Regions from separate parts of the Mus musculus genome. Here region 1 is linked to region 2. A link is a contact called in public Hi-C data. All regions are on one chromosome and are shown on one strand. Each heading gives the region's core, a stretch centred on a gene start, on an enhancer-like site or on the middle of the called end of the contact. The rest is flanking DNA. Distances are from core to core; before and after follow the strand shown. Region 1 overlaps Nfkb1 (nuclear factor of kappa light polypeptide gene enhancer in B cells 1, p105). Region 2 overlaps Manba (mannosidase, beta A, lysosomal).

The links. A called contact is a pair of places that touch in the nucleus more often than the background predicts.
Region 1: a Hi-C map of Th1 cells shows a contact between it and region 2, with 4 times the contacts expected there. The contact joins two enhancer-like sites. A contact is called at or near these places in 6 of 484 Hi-C or Micro-C datasets (CD4 T cells, CD8 T cells, Th1 cells and 2 more), 2 of 115 datasets of contacts at active chromatin or transcription factors (embryonic stem cells and microglia) and 3 of 9 other capture datasets (adipose tissue, liver and pancreatic islet).

What each region holds. Positions count from the first base shown.
Region 1 is chr3:135,599,237-135,604,936 of GRCm38.p6, forward strand. It overlaps Nfkb1 (nuclear factor of kappa light polypeptide gene enhancer in B cells 1, p105), which reads right to left. Exons shown (of 25, transcript NM_008689.2): 16 at 4,474-4,615; 17 at 2,190-2,304. Among named protein-coding and RNA genes, the nearest start is that of Gm46827, 6.3 kb to the right of the region's middle. Within about 2 kb of position 3,750, at least 89 of the 459 cell types and tissues checked have an H3K27ac peak or open chromatin away from gene starts, as enhancers often do. A contact at or near this core is called in CD8 T cells and Th1 cells, where this site is marked.
Region 2 is chr3:135,512,807-135,518,835 of GRCm38.p6, forward strand. Manba (mannosidase, beta A, lysosomal) reads left to right here. Exons shown (of 17, transcript NM_027288.3): 5 at 5,097-5,220. Among named protein-coding and RNA genes, the nearest start is that of Manba, 30 kb to the left of the region's middle. Within about 2 kb of position 4,270, at least 52 of the 459 cell types and tissues checked have an H3K27ac peak or open chromatin away from gene starts, as enhancers often do. A contact at or near this core is called in CD8 T cells and Th1 cells, where this site is marked.

The sequences.
Region 1 (5,700 bases), core at 2,500-4,999, 86 kb after region 2:
GGTGTGGGGGGGTGTGGTACTAAATCTGGCTGGCGATGGTCTGGGGATCTGAACATGGTCTTCACACTTGTACAGCAGATACTTCGTCCACTGAGTCATCTCTTTGTTTCTTTTTAATTTCTTCTAAAATAATGATTTTTTTTTAAATTAAAAATGAGATAACATGCCAGGCACATGCTTGTCAAGCCTATGATTTGGGAGGCTGAGGTAGGACACTGATGGCTCAGTGCCAGCCTGGGTACGCTAGAGAGAGATCAACAGAGAGAGATACACACACATTGGGGGGGGGGGAGAGACGGAGACAGAATGACAGAGAGAGATTGATAGAGAGAGATACACAGACACAGGGAGAGAAAGAGAGAGACAGAGAGACAGAGAGAGATTGATAGAGAGAGATACACAGACACAGGGAGAGAAAGAGAGAGACAGAGAGACAGAGAGAGATTGATAGAGAGGGATACACACACACACAGAGACAGACAGACAGACAAGAGAGAGACAGAGAGAGACACAGAGGGAGACAGAGAGAAGCATGGATAAGAAGAGATAACAACTTGAATAACTTGTTTTAAAAATGGAGTAACATGGTTGTAGATTGCTGGAAGGGTTTGTGCTCAGCTTTGGGTACAGTCCCAAGCACCAAACCAAACCAAAAAAACCAACAACAACAACAAAAAACATCACAAACAAACAAACAAACAAGTAAGAATTCCACTAGTTCTCATCTCATCTCTTCTAAATAACAAATTATTCACGGTTGCTGGCCACAGTTTTTCAATGAAAGCAATATGACCTGGAAGCAGAGGTCTCAGCATGGGCCTGGCTGTGGGGATCAGAATGACACTCTGGGCAAGAGAGTGCAGAGGAACTTAGAAGCCAACAAGAGGATAAGACCAACAGGCCCAGAGAGAGGGGTAGGGGCACAAAAGGGTTGGAGAGAAATAGAGGTGAGAGAGGAAGGAGCCGTAGAGCAGGCCACCATCCTGGGCCAGGCCACAGCTCCCAGACTGTGTCTGCCAGTGGAGTTTCTGGTTTGCTTTGCCCTACCATCTGCCTCTGTCCTCAGCTCACTGTGCCATCTCCAGGTAGTTTCCTCTGGAGTTTTCGGGGCTCCCTTACCTTCTCACACCTGAGCTGGATGGGACTCTGAGGTGCCTCTTCCTGTTCTTACAGCCTTTCACCTCTCCAGGAGCTGACCTCAGAGCCTTTCTTTGACATACACTTGATCCAGTTGCTGTGCGAATACCCTTCCTTCCGCAGACCTCAAAATTCTTTTTTTTTTTTAATTTGAAAATATTCTTTTTTTCCAATTTTTTATTAGGTATTTTCTTCATTTGCATTTCAAATGCTATCCCGAAAGTCCCCTATACCCTCCTCCCGCCCTGCTCCCCTACCTACCCACTCCTGCTTCTTGGCCCTGGCGTTCCCCTGTACTGGGGCATATAAAGTTTGTAAGACCAAGGGGCCTCTCTTTCCAGTGATGGTCGACTATGCCATTTTCTGCTACATATGCAGCTAGAGACATGAGCTCTGGGGGTATTGGTTAGTTCATATTGTTGTTCCACCTATAGGGTTGCAGACCCCTTCAGCTCCTTGGGTGTTTTCTCTAGCTCCTCCATTTGGAGCCCTGTGATCCATCCAATAGCTGACTGTGAGCATCCACTTGTGTGTTTGCTAGGCCCCAGCATAGCCTCACAAGAAACAGCTATATCAGGGTCCTTTCCGCAAAATCTTGCAGGCATATGCAATAGTGTCTGCGTTTTGTGGCTGATTATGGGATGGATCCCCGGCTGGGACAGTCTCTGGATGGTCCATCCTTTCATCTCAGCTCCAAACTTTGTCTCTGTAACTCTGGCTTTTGAAACTTGGATTTCTTTTTAACATGTCTCTCCTGACAGCTGTGACTTTTTCCCCTCTAAGGTTTGCCCTCAAAACTTTATCAACTCTGACTTCTAGGTCTTAAAGTCTGCCTTTTCTAGAAGATGGTGAATTTCCATGGAGTGTGATTGCCATCAAACCCGTGATCCCAACCCATCTCTCTGTAAAATGACATTCCCAACTAAGGATGCTTTTAAGATGCCACTTCTGAGAAGATGCTGTTTTCCTGTTTCCCATCACTGAGAACAGCTCACGCACGTGTTACTAAGGCAACCTTTTCTCTTCTCGACGGCCTTGTGGTGGCTGCTTACCTGATACAGGTCATTTCTCATGTTGATGATGTCATCAGAGATCAAACCAGATGTGACTTCCAGCAGATCCCTCACAAGCTGAGCGTGGAGGTGGATGATGGCTAAGTGTAAGACACTGGAATGACACACAGTGGCAATAATTAACTGGGGATGTAGCAAGCGACAGAAACAAAAACATGTCAAGAAATGACTGGAGCTGAAGACTAGCTACTATGTGTAGCTTTCCTTGGCCCTACCATGTACTGAATGTACTGATCAGAGGTGACATTATTTCTCTGGAGAACTTCCTCTCCACTGCCTATCGCAGGCTACTACACACTGATCGTGCCCACCTGCCCCCGGAGTGTTAACATCTGACCAGACACATGAAGTGCAAAGGCACCTGCCGGGTCGGAAACCAAATGGCATTAAGCTCCAAGCCAGCTCTGTCTCCATGCCTCTGTCCCTGGCAGCTCTCCCTGGTCTCTCCCTGACATACAAGACCATGAAGAAAGGTAATGCCTAGGCTTAGGAGCAGCTTGGGAAAACTCAGCTGCCGAGCTCTCTTCCTCCGTAACAATGAGAAGTGACTTCTATTTCTAAACAAGGTCTTGTTATTTATCCCTGAGATATTTCACTTAGCAATACTTCTCAGGGAAGATCATGGTGGCCTCTTTAGATGACCCCAGGCCTGTGTTAACTGCAAGTGAAGCACGCACGCTTTGACGAGAAGCACCGCAGCCACACCTCAGGCTCCTGTGGTGCTCCTGATGGGACCCTGACAGGAGGCTTGTGAGAGGTGATGCGGACAGACACACGTCGAGTAAAAGGGCTTCAAAAGCTACTTCAACATTTCCATGTGCAGCTCAGCACTTCACAGAAGCACGTCCCCTCCCCTTCAGATCTTCATACCCCTGGGGGAAGTTCCCCGATACCAGAGGGTTCTATAGTTTCTCTTTATTGTATTTCTATGATGACTAATGGTGACAGGGTCCAGATTATAAGCCAAATATGACAAGATGAATAAAGAAGAGAAACCAGAATAGTCCCTTATGTATACTCCTGAGTGGGTCCTCTGTGTCTCCCAGGTCTCATACCCCTAACCTTACACGGAGCCTGCTTGTTTAAGTCTTGGCTTGACGAGGCTCTGGGTATTGTACCCACTTGGGAATGAAGGCCAGTGTCTCAGCTGCCCCATGAACACCCAGGTCCTTACACACACATTCCTGCATTCCTCTGCACACACTTGCTGGACTGCATGTGCCTGGCATCCCTTTCCACAGCCTCTCCTTCAGACAGCAGCATCTCACTTCCTAATTGCTTAATCCACTCGCCCTCACTACTCATGAATTTCGCCAGTCCTTAAAGATGACCCTTGGAGCACCGGTGTCCTGCTCTGGTTATCTGCTCTGTTTTGTGGTTATTTGCTATTGAATGCTAACTGGATGATTTCCTTCTAAAGGCGCCTTCTGTTATTCAGAGCTTTTTTCACAGAAGGTCGTCTGGGTTCCTCTTGTACTGTGTAGGATAAGACCAGCGGTTATACCACATCCTTAGTTACACTGCAAGTGACGAGGACAAAGGTCCTTGTACGAAACCCCTGAGGTTGGCATTCTCCTAAAGCGCTTTGTTTTTAAACTGAGACTCAGCACACAGCACTCCAGAATGCTTCCACAGCAAAGGGCTTCTTTTCAGTGTTAACGCTATTTTAGGATCACTTAGATAAAGCACTTGAATCTCAAGACTGCTGTCTCTGGCTATATTTATAGGCTTTTAGATCATTTCAGAAGTCTCAATGGAAGGACTAAGAGAACCATTTAGGAAGGAGCCAGGTAGCTATGTGCACAGAACCTCAGGAAGAGACAGCAGGCATGGCATCTGGAATGTCAGACTCCCACACAGCCTGGCCTGGAGCTGAGGCAGAGCCTGACCCACTCACATCCTCGTGACCCTTAACAGAGGCCACAGAGAAGCAGCTAGTAGCTAGGAGAGAATGGCATTTCCTCTTAGTTACTCTACTAATGTTGTTCTTACCTGGCTTTCTTGGGTACACTATGACAATAACACTTCAGGGACTTTGCAGGGCTGTCAATAATTTTCTCAATTACTATTTTAGTACACAAAGCAGGGGTGTAAAATTAGCATGATTACACACATCTGAGCCTTCTTGCCTAGGGAGACAGCATACTCGAGGTCTTGTCAGATGAGGGCAGCTCCCTTTCAAAGGCAGTTTGTGGGGGCAGTATCCTTGCCTTTCCCCGTCCTGAAACAGAGCTTGCTGTGCAACAGTCCCCACTCAACTCACCTGTCCCCATTCTCATCCTGCACGGCGGTGAGATGGCGTTGCACGGCCAGCAACATCTTCACATCCCCCGTCACTGCGTAGTCGAAAAGGGCGTTGGCGTGTCGCCTGGCGAGCTGCAGAGCCTTCTCAAGAAAGAGGTTATCTGCAAGGTAATGCCCACAAGCACAGCTGAGTGTCATTTGCTCGCCCCGCGTGTGCGGCATGGCACACCATTTTAGCTGAAAATGCTCCTTTTGCTGCCTCTGGATTGTGTTGACTAGAACAAGCACAATCGGGCATTTCGGGCATTGTCTCACTGACAGATAATACAGTTAAGAGGTTGATTTTAAAGTGTCTGTGAGGAACAATCTAGAAACATCTGCTATTTTGAGAAGAACAATCAGTGTCTATGATTGAAGGGGAGCAACCAATCTCAGGGTACTTGGCTTTTGCCATAATTTTAAATAGCCAATCACTTTACAAACAAAGTCTCTTCTGGAATCCTGTCTGAGTCAAAGTGAGGAAACACACCCTTGGGTGCCAGGCAGTCTCAGAAACCCCAGGGGTTTTGGAAATTTTATTATCTTAAGGTCAAGGGACAGCAGACTAACCTCAACCCAAATGGGCAAATCTACCCTGTTTCCATATGGCTCTGTACACATATACTGTGCATCTCAGAAGAAGTATTTTAAAAACAGAAAAAAGGGAAAAAAATATGTGATAGTAACCATGTGTACGGCCACTATGTGTAAATAGTTACTATCTCTTTACAGATGGCGTCTGATCGAGAATCATGACTCATATGCCAATGAGGCCTGCTCAGATGGAACGTTCCCTTTCAATTCTACTTCTTCAAGGAGGACAAGAGAATAAAGGAAAACTCCCATTTTCAGGCAAACGTCTTCAGTGTGGCAGCTGAGCCGGCTGCTGGGAGGGAGGTGCGCGAAGGACATGGAGACTTGTTACCTGGGCCAGGGACAAAGTGAGTTGCCTCTTCTCATACCCAGAACTGCACAGACTAGGCAATGTACATGCAAGTTTCTGCACTTTATAATCAGAGCTGAGGCTGCAAAGATGACTGGATCCACAGGACGCCTCTCTTGCAGGGCACAGGGCACGGTGCAGAGCACTCAGAGGAGATGCTGACTCATCAGCTTTAGATTAACAGGAAGGAAACCTGTCTTCTGGAGACAGCTTCCTGTACCTAGAATTGCCCCTACCCAGCTGTCCCTGGAAGCCCTTGTGGGC
Region 2 (6,029 bases), core at 3,020-5,519:
ACTCCCAACCACCAAACAAACAAACAAAAAAAAAAAAAAAGAAAAAAAGAAAAAATTTTTTCCTGAGATATTCTCATATTTTACTGCTAGAACCTTAAAATATAGAATGGGAAGGTATGATCCACAGATGATTTTTCTTTGAGGCTTATTCTGTTCTACGGTACTTGAACATATACTAATGCATGATTATTGTATTATAACTGTATGTAACATTTAGGTTTGGTTGGTTGGTTTCTGTTTCTGTTTCTGTTTTTTGAGACAGTGGCTCACTATGTAGCCCCGGCTAGCCTAGAACTCATCATATAGACCAGGCTGGCTTTGAACTCACAGGGATCTTCCTGCCTCTGATTCCAAAGTTCTGGAAGACATTTTAGCTTTTAAGAAGAAAATGTTACTCTTCTTCTCCCCTGCCTTCCCCCGCCCCGCCTCCCCGCCCCCGCCCCCTTCTCGGACTGGTCCTGCTTGCAAATGTTACTTTCTTCATCAAGTGTTTGACCCTTCTAAAGTCTCTACATCTCTGCTTCCTCCTCTGCTCAGCACATTAGTCGCCTCTATCTTTTCTACTTCCCTCCTCCCTTCTTGTCCGTCACTTCTCATCACCATGGTAACACGCTGAGTTGTACAGATTGGGGGTTGGCGGAGCATCTCTTTTGATTTTCAGTTTCAAAGGTACTCAGTCCTTGCTCTCTGGCTCTGCGCCTGTGGTGAGGTGGAACAGCAAGGTAGAAGGGAGTGCGGGACAAAGCTGCTTACCTCGTGGCGCCCCGGAAGCAGAGGGATACGGAGGGAGTGACTGAGATAGGGTGTACCCTCAAGGGCACGCCATCAGTGATCTGTTTACTCCAACTGGATCCCACATTCTAGTTCCTGCCAATTTCCAAGACAACCTTTATTCTTTGCCTCTGGGTCCAGTCACTTCTTGCACAGCACGTTGCCCTAGTCACCTAGCCGGTATTCCCACAACTCCATTTGCCTTCTTTCAAGTAATTATCCACGGAGCAGTTGGCATGGTCTCTTCGGACAAAAATGCCCCCAGCATCCCTATCCTTAAAACAGAAACTGGGACTTCTGCGTCCATATGTACTGAGGTAGGGGCTGATAAGACTAGATATGCTTTTCAAAGTTCATAATTTTTATCTTTCAACAGCTTGGCACCATCAGGAGGCTAATGTCCCAAGCTCCTAGCTCAGTCTTCGCCCCACCTCCTCCCGTTGGAGCAGGCTGCATCCTGATGACATTTGCACAAGCATTTCCTCTGATAGAGGCCTTCCACTTCCTTTCCCTAACTCAAGGTGGAAGAAAGAGGCTTCCTTGCGAGAGATGCCTGACTGTTTGGTCCTGTGTATGAAACCTGGGGCCTTGTGTATAGAAGCAAGCGCTCCCCTGCTGAGCCACATCCTCAGCTTAAAAGTTTTTGTGTTCCAGCGCTGTGCGTTGATGTACCCCAGCCCGAGTCACAGGGCGTCACAGGTACTTTCTGAATCAGTGAACGAACATCCTCGTTGGCTGAGGGAATTAAGTGATCTGAAGCTTGGTGTGGTGTTGAATATTTTGTTCTCTCCTTGCTGCTGTCTTACCTGGGGTTATCATTGCTGCAATGAAACACCGTGACCACAACCATCCTGGGGAGGGAGGGGTTGATTTTACTCACAGTCCCATGTAACAGTTCATCATCAAAAGCAGTGAGGGCAGGAATCCAAGCAGGGTGGGAGGCAGGAGCGGATGCAGAGGCTGTGGAGGGTGCTGCTTATTGGCTTGCTCCTCATGGCTTGCTCAACCTGTTTTTTTGTAGAACCCAGGACCACAAGCCCAGGGATGGAACTGCCCACAATGGGCTGGGCCGGCTCACATAATCACTAATTAAGAAAATGCCCTGCTTTCTTGCCTGTATAGCTCAATCTTTGTTTGTTTGTTTGTTTGTTTTTTAAGACGGGTTTCTCTGTGTAGCCCTGGCTGTCCTGGAACTCACTCTGTAGACCAGGCTGGCCTCGAACTCAGAGATGCACCTGCCTCTGCCTTCCAAGTGCTGGGATTAAAGGCGTGTGCCACCACTGCCTGGCCTGATGAGTCTGTTGCTTTTGTGTACATGATGTCAGGGATAACCACTCAGGGACCCCTTCCTGGGAAAGTGAATCCTCCCTCTCTCCACAGTCACTTGAAGGCGGTTGTCTTTTGCTTAGGGGTAGGACCCTGTGAAAATGTCCCCACTCATTTGGTCTTTCATTGTCCGGGTCTTGTTTAGGGAGCCATATTGTCACTGTTGAGGTTTCATGGGTACGGGGGTCCCAGCAGTCCCAGCAGACTTGCAGATCTTCCGGCTCTTTCAAATTGGCCACCACCTCTTCCTTAATATCTCCTGGGCCCGGGTGCAGGAGCCGTGCTGTGGCTGTCCTCATTGTGCCTGGGAATTCTGGTGATCTCTGTATTTTGACTAGTTGTAGTTTTCTGAGGTGGTCTCTGTCTGCTGCAAAAGACAAGTTTCCTTGGTGAGGGGTGAGAGGCACACTTTCATTTTTCTCTGTAGTAGAAACGTACTTATCTTCTTCTGACATAAATACAAAGTGAAGGAAGCCATTCTTGGGTGAGAGCAGTGCGGCTGGATCCCCAGTACACACACCCACATCCCCTGTACACACACCCACATCCCCTGTACACACACCCACATTGCCGCCCCCCTCCCCCTACACACACTGGCATCCCCTCGCTCAGAGGGCGTCTTTTCCAACTCAACTTTTCAAAGCTGAACTCACAGTGTCATAGATTTTTAATCTTGAAAAATTTTTTATTCTTAAGAAGTAAAGAAAATTTTCTGTTTGATGGGACTTTAAAAAAATTCTGGGTTTTTTTTGTTTGTTTGTTTGTTTTAAGTTAAACTTTCAGATTAGCACACAAAGGTTTCATTTTGGCAGTGTGTACACCAGTGGCTTTCTGGTTTGCACTCCGTGTTCCCTTCCCCACGGGTCTCACTGGATCCCCAGCCTGGCCCTGGCTGGTCCCCTCCCCAACTAGCTGGTCCCCTCCCTTTCTTTTTCTATCACTTGGATTCCATTACTCTTTCTTTTCCTCCCGTTTCCTTGAGAAGTTGATTGTCAGAGAATCATTTCTTGGTAGTTGAATCTGAACCTTTGTAACTTCATAATTGGATTTTTTTTTTTTTTTTTAGTGTCCTGGTTCTCAGACAGGTAGTTGGCAGACAAGATCATGTCTCTCAGATAGCTACTCCAGTCAGAGTCTGAAGTCTGAAGTGATTGTTTGTGGGTTTATGTGTATCTCTCTCTCTCTCTGTCTCTCTCTCTGCGTCTTTCTCTCTGTCTCTGTCTCTCTCTGTGCACCTGGTACTCTTTTTTTTTTTTCCTTTCAGTATAACCTTGGCTATCTTGGAACTCATTATGTGCCCCAGACTGGCCTAGAACTTGCAGACCTTCATTTCTGCCTCTTGAGTGCTAGGATTAAAGGCAAATGCCACCATCGGTTTGTATTTGGTACTCCTAAACGAGGACTTTTGAGTTCATACTTAATGAGGTAGGGAATAAGGCTAGTTTTTTTTTTTTTACATGTTAATAATATCTTTATCTTTCAATGAGCCTACTCATTCATCGAGTTGTCATGTTTAATACAGGAGTGGTTAGGCATCGCAGTGTTTTGGAGAACTTCAGAGAGAGAGAGAGAGAGAGAGAGAGAGAGAGAGAGTAAACATTTGCAGGGTGTGGTGGCCACTGCTTGTAGTCCTGAAAGCCCAGGACTAGGGGTAGCCTTGGTTTCATAGTGACAATTGAAAAGCAAAACACAAAACAAACAAGCAAACAATAAATAGCAGTGCTCTGACATAGTAGGTTTTTGAAGAATGAATGTGAAACAAGGCATAACTAGATTTTCTGTTCTTCTTGATAAATTTAACCATGGCACTAAAGTGGGCATTTTTGGTTATAATAATCATAATAGCCATCACCATCTGTATAGCAAATGACAGTAATAATAATGTACAGCAAACTAAGTCTGCATTTCTCAGCCTACGTACAGTTTGGTTGGGCACCTGTCGCTCGGGGCGTTTTAATCAAGCCATCACCTCAGCCTGACTGGGGCTGACAAGAGCTCTGAGCTCACCATGGCTGTTGAGAAATTTTAGATCTATTGTCCAAGTCTCTCACTCAGGCCTCCCACAGCGCTGCTCCAGGACACAGCAGCTGGCTCCTCTCTTGGCCAAGAGAGAGCACGGGACAGGGCCCCAAGCAGAAGGGGCCCTTCTTCTATAATCTAATTTTGGAAATGACATCACCTCTGCCATATTCTATTCATAGGAAGTGGCTCTCTTTATCTAGCACATGCGCAAGGTTGGTGAGCACAAGAGAGCACGGACGCCAGAAGGGAGACTCTGAGCTCATGCACACACACACACACACACACACACACACACACACACACATGCTTGACACCCAAACACAATTAGTTAGGGGCTGAACTGTGTTCCCCAAACTTACACGTTGAAGTTGCAACACTCCCTCTACTCAAGTGTTTTAGAATGTAACTGTGACTGGATTTGGAGTCCTGATCAAGGTGACTAAGTTAAGCAAGGTGTTTAGAGTAAAGAAATGTGGACAGCAGTGGAAGGGATGAGGAGGCATTGGCTCCCATTGGCTGGTGCACGAGGAAAGACAAAGGGAGCCATCTATCTGCAAACACATTTCAGTGGGTGAAGCCCCACCCCCTCCAGTCTAGCGTTTTGCTATGGCATCATTAGTAAACTGCTGTACGCGTGTATATATAATATTTTAAAGATAGAATCTTGCCTTTTTTACTAACTTTTCTTTTTTTTTTATTTAAAAGGTTTATTTATTATTATTATATATAAGTACATTGTAGGTGTCTTCAGACACACCAGAAGAGGGTGTCAGATCTCAATACAGATGGTTGTGAGCCACCATGTGGTTGCTGGGATTTGAACTCAGGACCTTCGGAAGAACAGTCAGTGCTCTTACCCGCTGAGCTATCTCTCCTGCCCCCTTTTACTAACTTTTCATTTAGCATGTATCATAGTGTCTTCGTACACACATATCTTATCCTTTGCCTACTTCTCCTTTTCTCCCCTGAAATTCCAGGCACAGTGTTCCTTCAGCTGGGACTGGGGCCCTTCCTTCCCCTCTCAGGGAATCTGGAAAGATGTTAGAATCGAAGCCTATAACATTGCTCATCTGGATTACCTCACGTTTTTGCCAGTATATGGTAAGTCAAGATTTGCGATTTCTTGAAAAAAAATTTTTGAGTCTTCTTTTTATTACAAAAAGTCTGTTTATAATTTGAAATATAAGTATATTCTTCAGGATCTTCTTAAAATAATGCAGAATAGCCAATTTATAAAAGTCTGAAATACATGCAAATGGTTTGTCATGAAAACTTACAGCATAAACCAGGCCTGTAGATAGATACCTGCTAAAGTATTTATTTTGGGGGGAGGGAGGGAACCCAACAGGAAAGGAAGGAAAGAAGGGGCGTCAGGCAGGAATGGTGCATGCCTTTAATCCCAGCACTTGGGAGGCAGAGGCAAGCGGATTTCTGAGTTCGAGCCCAGCCTGGTTTACCGAGTGAGTTCCAGGACAGCCAGGGCTATACAGAGAAACCCTGTCTCGAAAAACCAAAAAGAAAGAAAGGAAGAAAGAAAGAGAGAGGGAAAGAAAGAAAGAAAGAAAGAAAGAAAGAAAGAAAGAAAGAAAGGAAGGAAGGAAGGAAGGAAGGAAGGAAGAAAGAAAGAAAGGTTGATTTCCTTTCACTCATGCTCCCTCCCCCCGCCCCCCACCTCACACCTGAGACAGCCTCCCACCCCAGCTACCCTACCCCAGCTCCCTCCTCACCCCATGCCGGGTAGCACCACTCTCTGTCAGAGCAGTTTCCACTGTCAGTTTCCTTTCACACTGATTTTTTTTCTTAATGTCTTATTGATAATGTATATTTATTTGTTTCTAAATGTATTTTATGTGAGTATGTATACGGTGTATGAATGAATATCTGTGCAGAGGCCAGAGAGGACCTCTGAG